Linked DNA regions of Mus musculus: regions 2 and 3 are each linked to region 1. The links are chromatin contacts, called in public HiChIP or PLAC-seq and promoter capture Hi-C maps. All regions are on one chromosome and are shown on one strand. Each heading gives the region's core, a stretch centred on a gene start, on an enhancer-like site or on the middle of the called end of the contact. The rest is flanking DNA. Distances are from core to core; before and after follow the strand shown. Region 1 holds the start of Rab8a (RAB8A, member RAS oncogene family). Region 2 holds the start of Zfp963 (zinc finger protein 963). Region 3 holds the start of Zfp869 (zinc finger protein 869).

Region 1 (3,088 bases), core at 415-2,914:
TAAAATTGGGTCAGTGAGGGTTAGAGCTTGCTCAACCTAGAGTTCAAGTATGATGATTCCCTGTCCAGTTCCCTATACTTGACGCCTGACACACGACTGCTTCAGAACACTGACTGGGAAGGAGATATTAGATGGCATTATCACATGACGGTCAGGTCAGGGAGACAACAACTTAGTTGACATTACACAGAAATCATCCCCCAGTTTCCCTTTTCCTTCCAAGGCAGGGTCTCATGCAGCCCAGGCTGGCCTTGAACACTCTATGTAGCCAAGGATGACCCTGAGCACCCGATCTTCCTGCCTCCCTGTCCTTAGTGCTGTCATTACAGGTGTTCACTACCACATCTGGTTTCAGGGTGCTGGAGATGGCACCCAGGGTTCCAACAATGGAACCACATCCTGACTAGGGATAAACCAAGCCTAGTGACTATTCTCTTGTTTCAGGACCATACACCATCCAGGTCACTCTGTTTGGCAGGATTTACTTCCAGGTAACACTCAATGTGAGCCATGACTATTCATGGTAAGGAGCATGGTCAGCACCATTTTTGACGTCAGAACTGGGGCCATCACAAGCCAATTCTGTTCAACTGTGCCGTGAGGCAGCCCTGGGGAAAAGCTGTTCAGGTGGTGTTCTTGGCCCAGTGAAAGGAAGTCAGTCAAGGCTGCACGTAGCCATGGCTGGACTTAGTTTCTTACTGGAACTTTTTCTCTTGTATTCCCACCAGGATGACAGATACTGTCACCATTCCTCAGAGAGAAGGCAGGAGGACTTTGGGTTGGAGTCCTGACTTAGATGTGGATCAGTGGTGCTGGTCCTTTGAAGCTCTGGAACAGCTGAACCTTGAATTTTGGAGTCAGACACACCTGGGTTCAAATCTCATCCCTAATACCTGTAGACTGTGACCTTCAGTGCGTGCCGCACCCTCCCTCAGTTTCAAATTCCTCCTCCAGGGACAAAGCACCCATCACGAGTACACTACAGATTTGATACTGCACATGCCAAGCTTGCCACATAGGAAACTACGAGGTCAGGTGTCACCTCCATGCCTCAGTTTCCACTTTTGGAAGACGGGGGTCTCCCCGGAAGAACAGTGTAGAGGTCTGATGTAAAGACACAGAGAGTTGACAGGCGCCAGGACCCCAGGGCAGGCTCTTCCTCAGACTGCAGCCTGCATGTCCCTGTCTGCACCTTGGTCTCCGGCGCCCGCCAGGGTCCCGGCCTGGACTCCCTGGCGGGAGGTGGAGGCCGCTGCGGTTCTCTGTCCAGCCCCGTGACCCTCCCGGATCCTCGGCCCGAGTGGATCCTGAGTCGATCCCTCAGCCCAGCCCCATAGGGGCGCGTCCAGCCCTGGTCACCGGCCGCCCAAGGCCCCGCTACCTATGGTAGAGATGAATGTGGAGTTGAAGGCGTCCTCGGAGAAGCGGAACAGGACACAGGTCTTCCCTACCCCCGAGTCCCCGATCAGCAGCAGCTTGAACAGGTAATCGTAGGTCTTCGCCATATTACACTCTCTCCCCGACGGGAAGTACGGCCGGCGCCTCGCCACTGGTCGCTGGACCCGTCTATCATCTCAGATCCCGCCCCCTATTGGCCCCCTGCCCGCCGCGCATCATCCAGGCCTACGCCCGCCACCCGGAGCCCCGCCTGTCGCAGAGAGCCCAGGGGAAAAAGGCGAAAGCGGCGCAGAGCCGGAAGCAGCCGACTGCACAGCCCATTGGTTGACGCTTGGTATAGGGAGGTTTGTTATTGGCTAGTGCTGGAGAGTCGAGGGTGAGGGCGTCAAATGACCAGCGATGGGTGTGGTCACATCTTGACCCCGCCTTCCCGTGCGCGCCTTCTCCTCAGCCCTTCAGCGTCCAGGCCCTGCCCCCGACAGGAGGGACCCCAACAATTCCGCGCGCTGGTTGATGAGAGAGTGGGAGGGACGGGCTTGGTGAACAGGCGCAAGCGTACTGGGAAGACGGTTGGCTCTGGCAGAGAGCGCACGCGCGCAGAGAACGCCTCGTGTTTCCCGCCTTCTCTGCCTGCGCAGCAGCAGCCGTAGCCGCAGCCGGCGCTGAGGCGAAGCGCAGGAAGTACCTGTGGTAATGCTTCTGAGGAGGATTTTCGGCGGTGCAAAAGTGGCGCGGGTTAAGATGTGCTGCAGACTCGCTCCTCGGCCTTGGCGCCCACCATTGGACTTACTTAGGTGCTGTACAGGCAAGCCGGCCATTGCCGTGAGCGATCCCAGGGCTTCAGCGCCGGTAGGGCTATGTTATCATTTCCAAGTAATGGCAGCGTTTTTTGTTTTGTTTTGTTTTGTTTTCTTTTCTGTGCTTGCGGGTGCTATCTATACTTAAAAATAAGTCAAGGTCCTTCACCCCACACCAGCCCGGCTTGGTAGGTAATCTTTTCCTCGTTTTATGGTAAGTATACTGAAGACAGGTGAAGTGACTTTCCTAGGTTTCAGAGTAGCATTTTTTTTTCCCTTCTGTTTTTTAATATGTTGAGGTGTAGTCCCGGAGTAACGGGAGAACAGTGACAAAATAAAATAAAGCCACATTAAGATAAACATCTGAGGGCTGGAGAGATGGCTCAGCGGTTAAGACTACTCTTCCAGAGGCCTTGAGTTCAATACCCAGCAACCACATGGTGCCTCATAACCATCTGTAATGGAATCCAGTGCCCCCTTTTGGTGTGTCTGAAGACAACTACAGTGTACTCAAATCTTAAAAAGAAAAAAGGAGTGGGGGGGGGTGGATAGATGGCTCAGTGTTTAAGAGCACTTACTGATCTTCCAGAGGTCCTGAATTACATGGTGGCTCACAATCATCAGTAATGAGATCTGATGCCCTCTTCTGGGGTGTCTAAAGACAGCTACAGTGTACTTACATATAATAAATAAATTAAAAAAAAAAAGATCTGAGTTGCTGACTACATGGCTCAGCCAGTAAAGTAAGTCATTTGTTGCTAAATCTGAGGATTGTATTCAATTCCTGGGCATACTTACTGGAAAGAGATCCAACTCCTGCAAGTTGTCCTTTGGAACCTCCACCCCACCCCTAAGATATAAATCTGTGGGAAGCAGCATCAAGATTAACACTA
Region 2 (3,078 bases), core at 428-2,927, 2.4 Mb after region 1:
GAGTTGGGTCAGACAGACAGACAGACTGGGCCAGGTGCTGGCTTTTGAAACCCAAAGCCCACCCTGAGCAACATGCTTCCTCTAATGAGGCCACACTTATCCTTCCTAAACAATCCATCAACTGGGAACCAAACATTCAAGTATATGAACATATGGGGGCCTGCCACTCAAACTACCACAGGTGCCTCTGGACAAGACCCTACCCAGCTAAGCTTCTAACATGTAAAAAGGAAAAGCCCAAGTAATTTTCTATTCCCCAAAACCATGACAAAGGAAAACGGCTGCAAATGTGATTCAGTGGGGCCAGGCTCCATCCCAAGAAGGCAGCAGAATTTGGCCATGATGTCTGTGTGGTTCTGACTTTAGAGTCAAGTCTGTAACTATGGAGAGTGTATGGCAGTGTAGTCCCTGCATGGAAGGTACTGAGAAGCTATTGTGAGTCATTTTGGAATTCAAACCTGGATTTCAGTGGAGATCCTAGAGCCATGAGACATCCGCCAAGGAGAGAATTGTCTTGAGCCTTAGAAGATATTTGGACCTTTAAATAATGTTGAGACTGTGAAAGTCTATGGGGACTTTTGACGGAGAACCAAATGCATTTTGCATTATAGTATGGTCTATGGGGGCCAGGGAGTGGAAGGAGGTGGTTTGAATGAGAATGGCTTCCATAGGCCATGTTTCAGTGTTTGGTCCCCAGTGATGGAACTGTTTGGGAAGAATTGGGTGCAGCCTTGGTGGTGGAGGTGGTCTTCGAGGTTTTAAAAGACTTGTGCCATTCTCAGTGGATTAAGGTGTGAGTCCTCAGCCTGTGGCCAAGCCTTAACAATACCAGCATGGACTGTTACACACTGCACCTCTAAGCCTGGTTAAACTGTTTTATAAGTCACTTCAATCATGAAGTTTTATCATAGCAACAGAAATGTAACTATGTCAGGCAAGTGCCCTTAATCACTGAGCGATCTCTCCAGCTCCTGTTTTTTTTTTTATCAACTCTAATTTTGTCTGTTTGTTTGCATTGGGTATGTTTATTTGTGCAGGCTAGTTTTATGTCAATTTGACACAAGCTTGAGTCATCAGAGTGGGGAGCCTCAATTGAAAATGTCTCCATGAGCTTGGGCTGTAAGCAAGCCTGTGAGGTCATTTTTAAAAATTAGAGATTAATGGGGGGAAAGCCCATTGTGGCTGGGGCCATCCCTGGACTGGTGGTCCTGGGTTCTCTAAGCAGCCGTATTTGCAGACAGTTTGGAGTCACCCGATGTGGGTTCTGGAAATTGAACTTGGGTCCTCTGAAGAGCAGCATGTGCTCTCAACCTCTCAGTATCAACTGGAACCAGAGTGGTCTGACTGGCCTCCTAGGTCTGAGGCACAGGGGCCATTGTATTAGACACTGAGTTGGTAACTGGACTGCTTACGAGAACCATCTGGTACCCTGTTAGACTAGGAAGTGCTTGCCGAGTTCACTGAGACAGCAGGGCCCAGCTCTCCAAGAACAAGAACAAGTTCTGCGTCAATGTAAATTCTCCTGACCATATGCTGGAGTAAAAGGCAGGCAGTCCAGGGCAGAGACTGCCTGGTCATCACTTCAGCTCCTGCTGTCAATCAGCAGTCGCTGGGCGGACCTAGCCAATCAGGGCCTTCAAGCTTACACCACTCAATCAAGAGCGAGGTAGGGCAGTGGGAGGCGGATTTTCTCTGTCCGCCGTGTTGTAGACTGAACTCCGTGGCTCAGGGAGGCCCCGTGGGTGCGTGTGCTGCGCTGTGGCCGCCGCTGTGAGGGGAGCACGGGCAGCTCGGAAGCCGCGACATGGTGAGCGCAGGGCCGCTGTCCCAGGTGGAGAGGAGTGGCAGCTATCGGTAGCTCTTCGCTTGTGCGGCGTTAGGCCCGCTGCGGTTGGCGGCGACTAGGTCGCTGCGGCTGTGTCGCTCCGCCCTTCGGCCGCGTCTGCGCAGAGCTCAGGGCGCCGCAGGGGAGGCCCCGCCCTCCGTGTCGGTGACGTCACGGCCACGAAGTGGTTTTTGTGTTGTACCCTGAGGCTGTTTGCTGAACTCAAGGTCCTGCCGGTTCCCCTGAGTTGTCTTCACATATTGGTGGAGAGTCCACTTTGAAATACTTTTGTGGGAGTTGTAAACTCTTAAGTTTTTGCTTATTTATGCCTATGTTGGATAGTATTTGTGAAGACAATTACTCTCCTGAGTTTAATTTGCTCTTTTAAAAGAACATTGACTATTTTGTGAGGTTCTTTTTTTATACTGTTTTGTAGATAAATTAGTTTCCAAATATTCGTACACTATTATGATCATTAAATTTCTTTGTAAAGATAAAATCTTTTATTTGTGTACTATTTATTTAGAATTGTCTGGAACGTTGAGGGTTTTTTTTCCCCCTTTACATATAAACCTTAGAACGGCTTTCTGCTGTTACACAAGATGTTAGCATTCTTGTTGGGATTGTGTTTTGAATTTATAGTGTAAATTGAGGAAAGCAACATCTTGGTGTTGTCTTCTATTTACTAGGCCAGTGCATATTCTTATTTGATTTTTTTTTTCTTTTTTCTGGACACTGGATCTCTCTGTGTCAGTGGTTCTTTACCTTTCGGTTAAGACAATCAGAAAACACTAATTCCCAATGGCTTTAGGAACTGAGATACTGCTCAGTTACAACATTACAATTATAACATAGCAACAAAAATAATTTTTTGGTTGGGAGTCACCTCAACATGAGGAAATGTATCAAAGGGCCGCAGCGTTAGGAAGGTTTAGAGTGACTGCTCTATGTATTCCTGGCTGTATGGGAATTTGCCATGTAGCTCAGGCTGGCCTTGAGTTCACAGAGATCCCTCGTCTCTGACTCCCAAGTGCTGGAATTAAAGACCTGTGCCACCGTGCCTGGCTTGATTCATTTTTGAAAAAGAAATTTATCTTCATCCAAGGATCTTTGTGAAATTTAGTATATGCTTCTCTTTGTGTCTCCTTTGAGCTGTGGTGCTACATACTCGGGGAAATTGCTAACCATTCAGTTGCTCATTGCTATTATACTGGAAGATGGACTTCTTGTGTTAATCTTGTATTCAAGAAGAT
Region 3 (3,278 bases), core at 683-3,182, 2.4 Mb after region 1:
AGCAAAACTGCACAACTGCAAGAGTGCATTTATCCTTCTAGAAATGGACCAGCCAGCATACATTTAGCTGATTGGTTCATATTAAATGATATTAAAGAATAAAATCTTTGAAGTTTCTATGAAGAAGGCTCTCAGATCCTACCTGGCCTTGTTAGTAGTGGCCTACAGCACAGAGGGCAAGAGGGAGTTAGCTCAGTCAAGCCTACCAGGTGGGTTGTGAGTGACCCTCAGTGGAATGGGGCTAGTGAACGTGCATGTGTGCATGTGTGGTATATGTGTGAAGTTAGCCGTGTAGGTGCATTTACACAATGGAGTACTACTCAGCTATTAAAAAAGAATGAACTTATGAAATTCCTAGGCAAATGGATGGACCATGAGGCAGCTTCTCTTGGGCAAGAATCTGGAGTAAATCCTTGGATCCCAAGTGGATGAACTCCTAATCAGTTTGATTTGATCCAGAGCCACTCTCCTTAGCTATCTGCTTATTTAAAAATTAGCTATCTCCTGTCTTCCTTCACTATTCTAGTGTGGTTTGGTCATTTCTGTGGCCTCGTGGATACAGGCATCTTCAATGTGTAAGGCTCCTTCAAATACTGAAAGATCCTGGCAGAATGTAAAAGGACACAGAAGCCCTGAAATTGGCAAGATAGACGTCAGTGTTAGCAGAACTAGCTTCACTGATTTAGAAAAATAGAGGTGCACAATGCTCTGGCCACTTCTTGAACCTGTGTGTCTGCCAAAGTTCTGACCAGGTGTGTGCCCATTGCTGCACCTTCATTAGACTCTTTCCTTGTACCCCTCCCATACCCATTTCTTGAGAATAGACATTGTTTAGATCTGGAAATCCCCTAATCTCCCCCTTCTCCTTTCCCCCCTGAGGGCCTATAAAAACTGGGACCTCTTTCCCCTCGAGGACAACTCCTCTACCCCTGCGTGGGATATGAGTCGTCCCCAGAGCTCTGGCTTTCCCCGAATAAAGCCTCATGTGGTTTGCAACAAGCTCGGTCTGTCGTGAGTTCTTGGGTGTCCGCTATTGTCCTGAGGCCTGAGCGAGGGGCTCCTCTCGGAGTCTTTCAATACCTTCTGTTGACCTGGAGTAGTCTGTGATTGATACTGGAAGTTTTTCAGGAAGTATATCCCGAATTCCTGGTTCTTTGGCTTCCACCTCCTTTGTTGGGATTGCAGGAAAAGCAACACCACCTTGGTCTTGGAATGGGTTCGCTTCTCTGCTTAAAAAGAAAAGGTGCAACTTGTTATAATTGAGCAATCTTTGGCGTGACTTGCTGAAATTCCTGAAACCCGGAGGACATCAAGTCTTGTTTCGATGTGATAGGGGTTGGGTTGGGCCCTGGTCTAGTTGTGAGGCAAAGTGATCACTGCCTTGGGGAGTGTATGTAATAGACTGTGCACAAAAACAAGGCTTCCAAGAGGAAGAACCTTAAGTACCTACTGAGTGCAAGAAGACAAGCTGTGAAAGTTCTGGGATGCACAAGGAAGTCCTGCTTCAATCAGATCGTCTTGAAGCAGACTTGCATGAACTTGGGTGAAAGCCAGAGTTGGGAAGGTCTGTGTGGTCCACGTCTTTTAATTTCAGTTCATCCACTTATGGGAGCTGTCATTCAGATTTCACTAGCCAATCAGGGCCCTGAGGGCAGGACATTCATTCACAAGGACCAAGCGAAGCTGTTCCTGTCACTCAGGCCCTCGTAGGGCAGTGCTAGCCAATCAGAACCTTCAGGCCAGGCCACTCACTCAAGAGCGCCTAAAGGAACTGCTTCATCATTCAGGGCATGCTAGCCAATTAGAGCAATGGAATTGAGTCATCCACGCAGCTGCATCTAGGGAACTCCTGTCAATCAGACTTGTGGTGCAGCTCTAGCCAATCAAAGCTTCGGGGCAAGATGTCCAATCAAGAACACCAGACGAGACGAGAGGTGGGTCCTATCCGCCGCCATGCTGCAGATTCTGTTCTTAAGCAGGCATCGCGTGGTCCCGTGAGCTGCGGTGTGATCGCCGCTGCCGGGAGCTGTAGGGGGAGCGCAGGCGAGCTCAGCAACCGCGCCATGGTGAGCGCGGGGCCGCTGTCCCCGGATGGGGAGGAGCGGTCGGCTGAGCCGCGTGAGCCGGGGTGATAGGTCCTTCCCGGGGTTGGGGGAGCGGTGGGACCGGCCGGCCGAGCGGACACCCTGTGCGTTCCACTGGGCGACGTGGGCCCCGTCACTGGCCAGTGCTTGTCTCGGAGGACTCTAATCACTTCCGCTTTTCCAGCCATGTCTGCGCAGAGCGCGGGGAGCGGAAGACTCCTCCTAATCAGGGGGTAGCTTCCGGGTTGGTGACGTCACCGCCCAGTGCTGGCGCCCTGTTTGTGCTTTTGGTGTCGCACTTATGACTGCTGTGTTCTCTGCGCTGTGGTCTAGACGTTGTGGGCTTCGTAGGTCTAGCATCAAGTGTGAGTTAATTTTGTGAAATTCTCCGAGTCTTTGTCCAAGAGTTTCTTTCGGATGGTGTCCCAGAAACAGTTCTAGAAAAGATTGTACTACTTTATCAAAGGTCAGCTTGTCTCCTAATTTAAAAAAAAATTTTTTTTTGTGGATCTGTTTATTCTTCCTAAACAGTGTGTTGTCTTGTGTATTTGATTGGAAATGTTACGAGTGTGTTGTGGGTTCGTCTACATTGTGCTAACCATTTTGTGTGTTTTTTTAAAAGTATTTTACATATAAAATTCAGCAATGTCTTTTATGTACCTGATAAGAACTTTTTAGCATTTTGTGGGAATTATCTTAAATCTGTAATTGAACCTGGGAACTGACATTTTTCTGATTGTGTCTTCTGGTCATGAGGATGTTATATCAGAAACAGACAAATATGTTTGTGTATTTCCACAATTTCATAATTTACTGAATAGAAAGTAAAAAGGTGTCACGCCTCTGGTGGTAATCTGGCCAAGGCTATTTTTCCAAGATATTTTATATTTCCAAGATATTCTATCCAAGGTTCAATTTTTCCAAATCCTAATTATTAATATTTTTTCATATCACACGGTAAATATATAATTATATCCACATATGCTGTTTACACAACCAGCATAAGTTAAAGAGGCTGCAGCAGAGTTCAGAGGGTCCCAGAAGTTGGCGAAGAGAAATGCAAGCAGTGTTTCAGTTGATGAGAGAAGTTAGAACACACGACTAGTGAGCCACAGGGGGAGAGCTTTGAATGAAGCCCGAGGATGTCAGGTTTGAAAGTGGCTGTAGTGGTCTATATGATATGAAAGGCAGACT

Evidence for each region. Promoter capture Hi-C pulls out the DNA fragments that hold promoters and counts their contacts. HiChIP or PLAC-seq counts read pairs in DNA pulled down with a chosen protein or histone mark.
Region 2: a contact with region 1 is called in a promoter capture Hi-C map of liver, with 5 times the contacts expected there. The contact joins the promoter of Zfp963 here to the promoter of Rab8a in region 1. A contact is called at or near these places in 3 of 39 promoter capture datasets (hippocampal neurons, liver and pre-B cells).
Region 3: an H3K27ac HiChIP or PLAC-seq map of thymic regulatory T cells shows a contact between it and region 1, with 10 times the contacts expected there. The contact joins the promoter of Zfp869 here to the promoter of Rab8a in region 1. A contact is called at or near these places in 1 of 39 promoter capture datasets (pre-B cells), 1 of 484 Hi-C or Micro-C datasets (uterus) and 2 of 115 datasets of contacts at active chromatin or transcription factors (double positive thymocytes and thymic regulatory T cells).

Annotation. Positions count from the first base shown.
Region 1 is chr8:72,159,776-72,162,863 of GRCm38.p6, reverse strand. It overlaps Rab8a (RAB8A, member RAS oncogene family), which reads right to left and starts at 1,664. Exons shown (of 8, transcript NM_023126.2): 1 at 1,382-1,664. The coding sequence starts at 1,505.
Region 2 is chr8:69,748,561-69,751,638 of GRCm38.p6, reverse strand. It overlaps Zfp963 (zinc finger protein 963), which reads left to right and starts at 1,677. Exons shown (of 4, transcript NM_001200023.1): 1 at 1,677-1,807. The coding sequence starts at 1,805.
Region 3 is chr8:69,715,556-69,718,833 of GRCm38.p6, reverse strand. It overlaps Zfp869 (zinc finger protein 869), which reads left to right and starts at 1,932. Exons shown (of 5, transcript NM_001039965.1): 1 at 1,932-2,066. Gm51532 (a long non-coding RNA gene) reads right to left here and starts at 1,727. Exons shown (of 2, transcript XR_003947396.1): 1 at 1,081-1,727.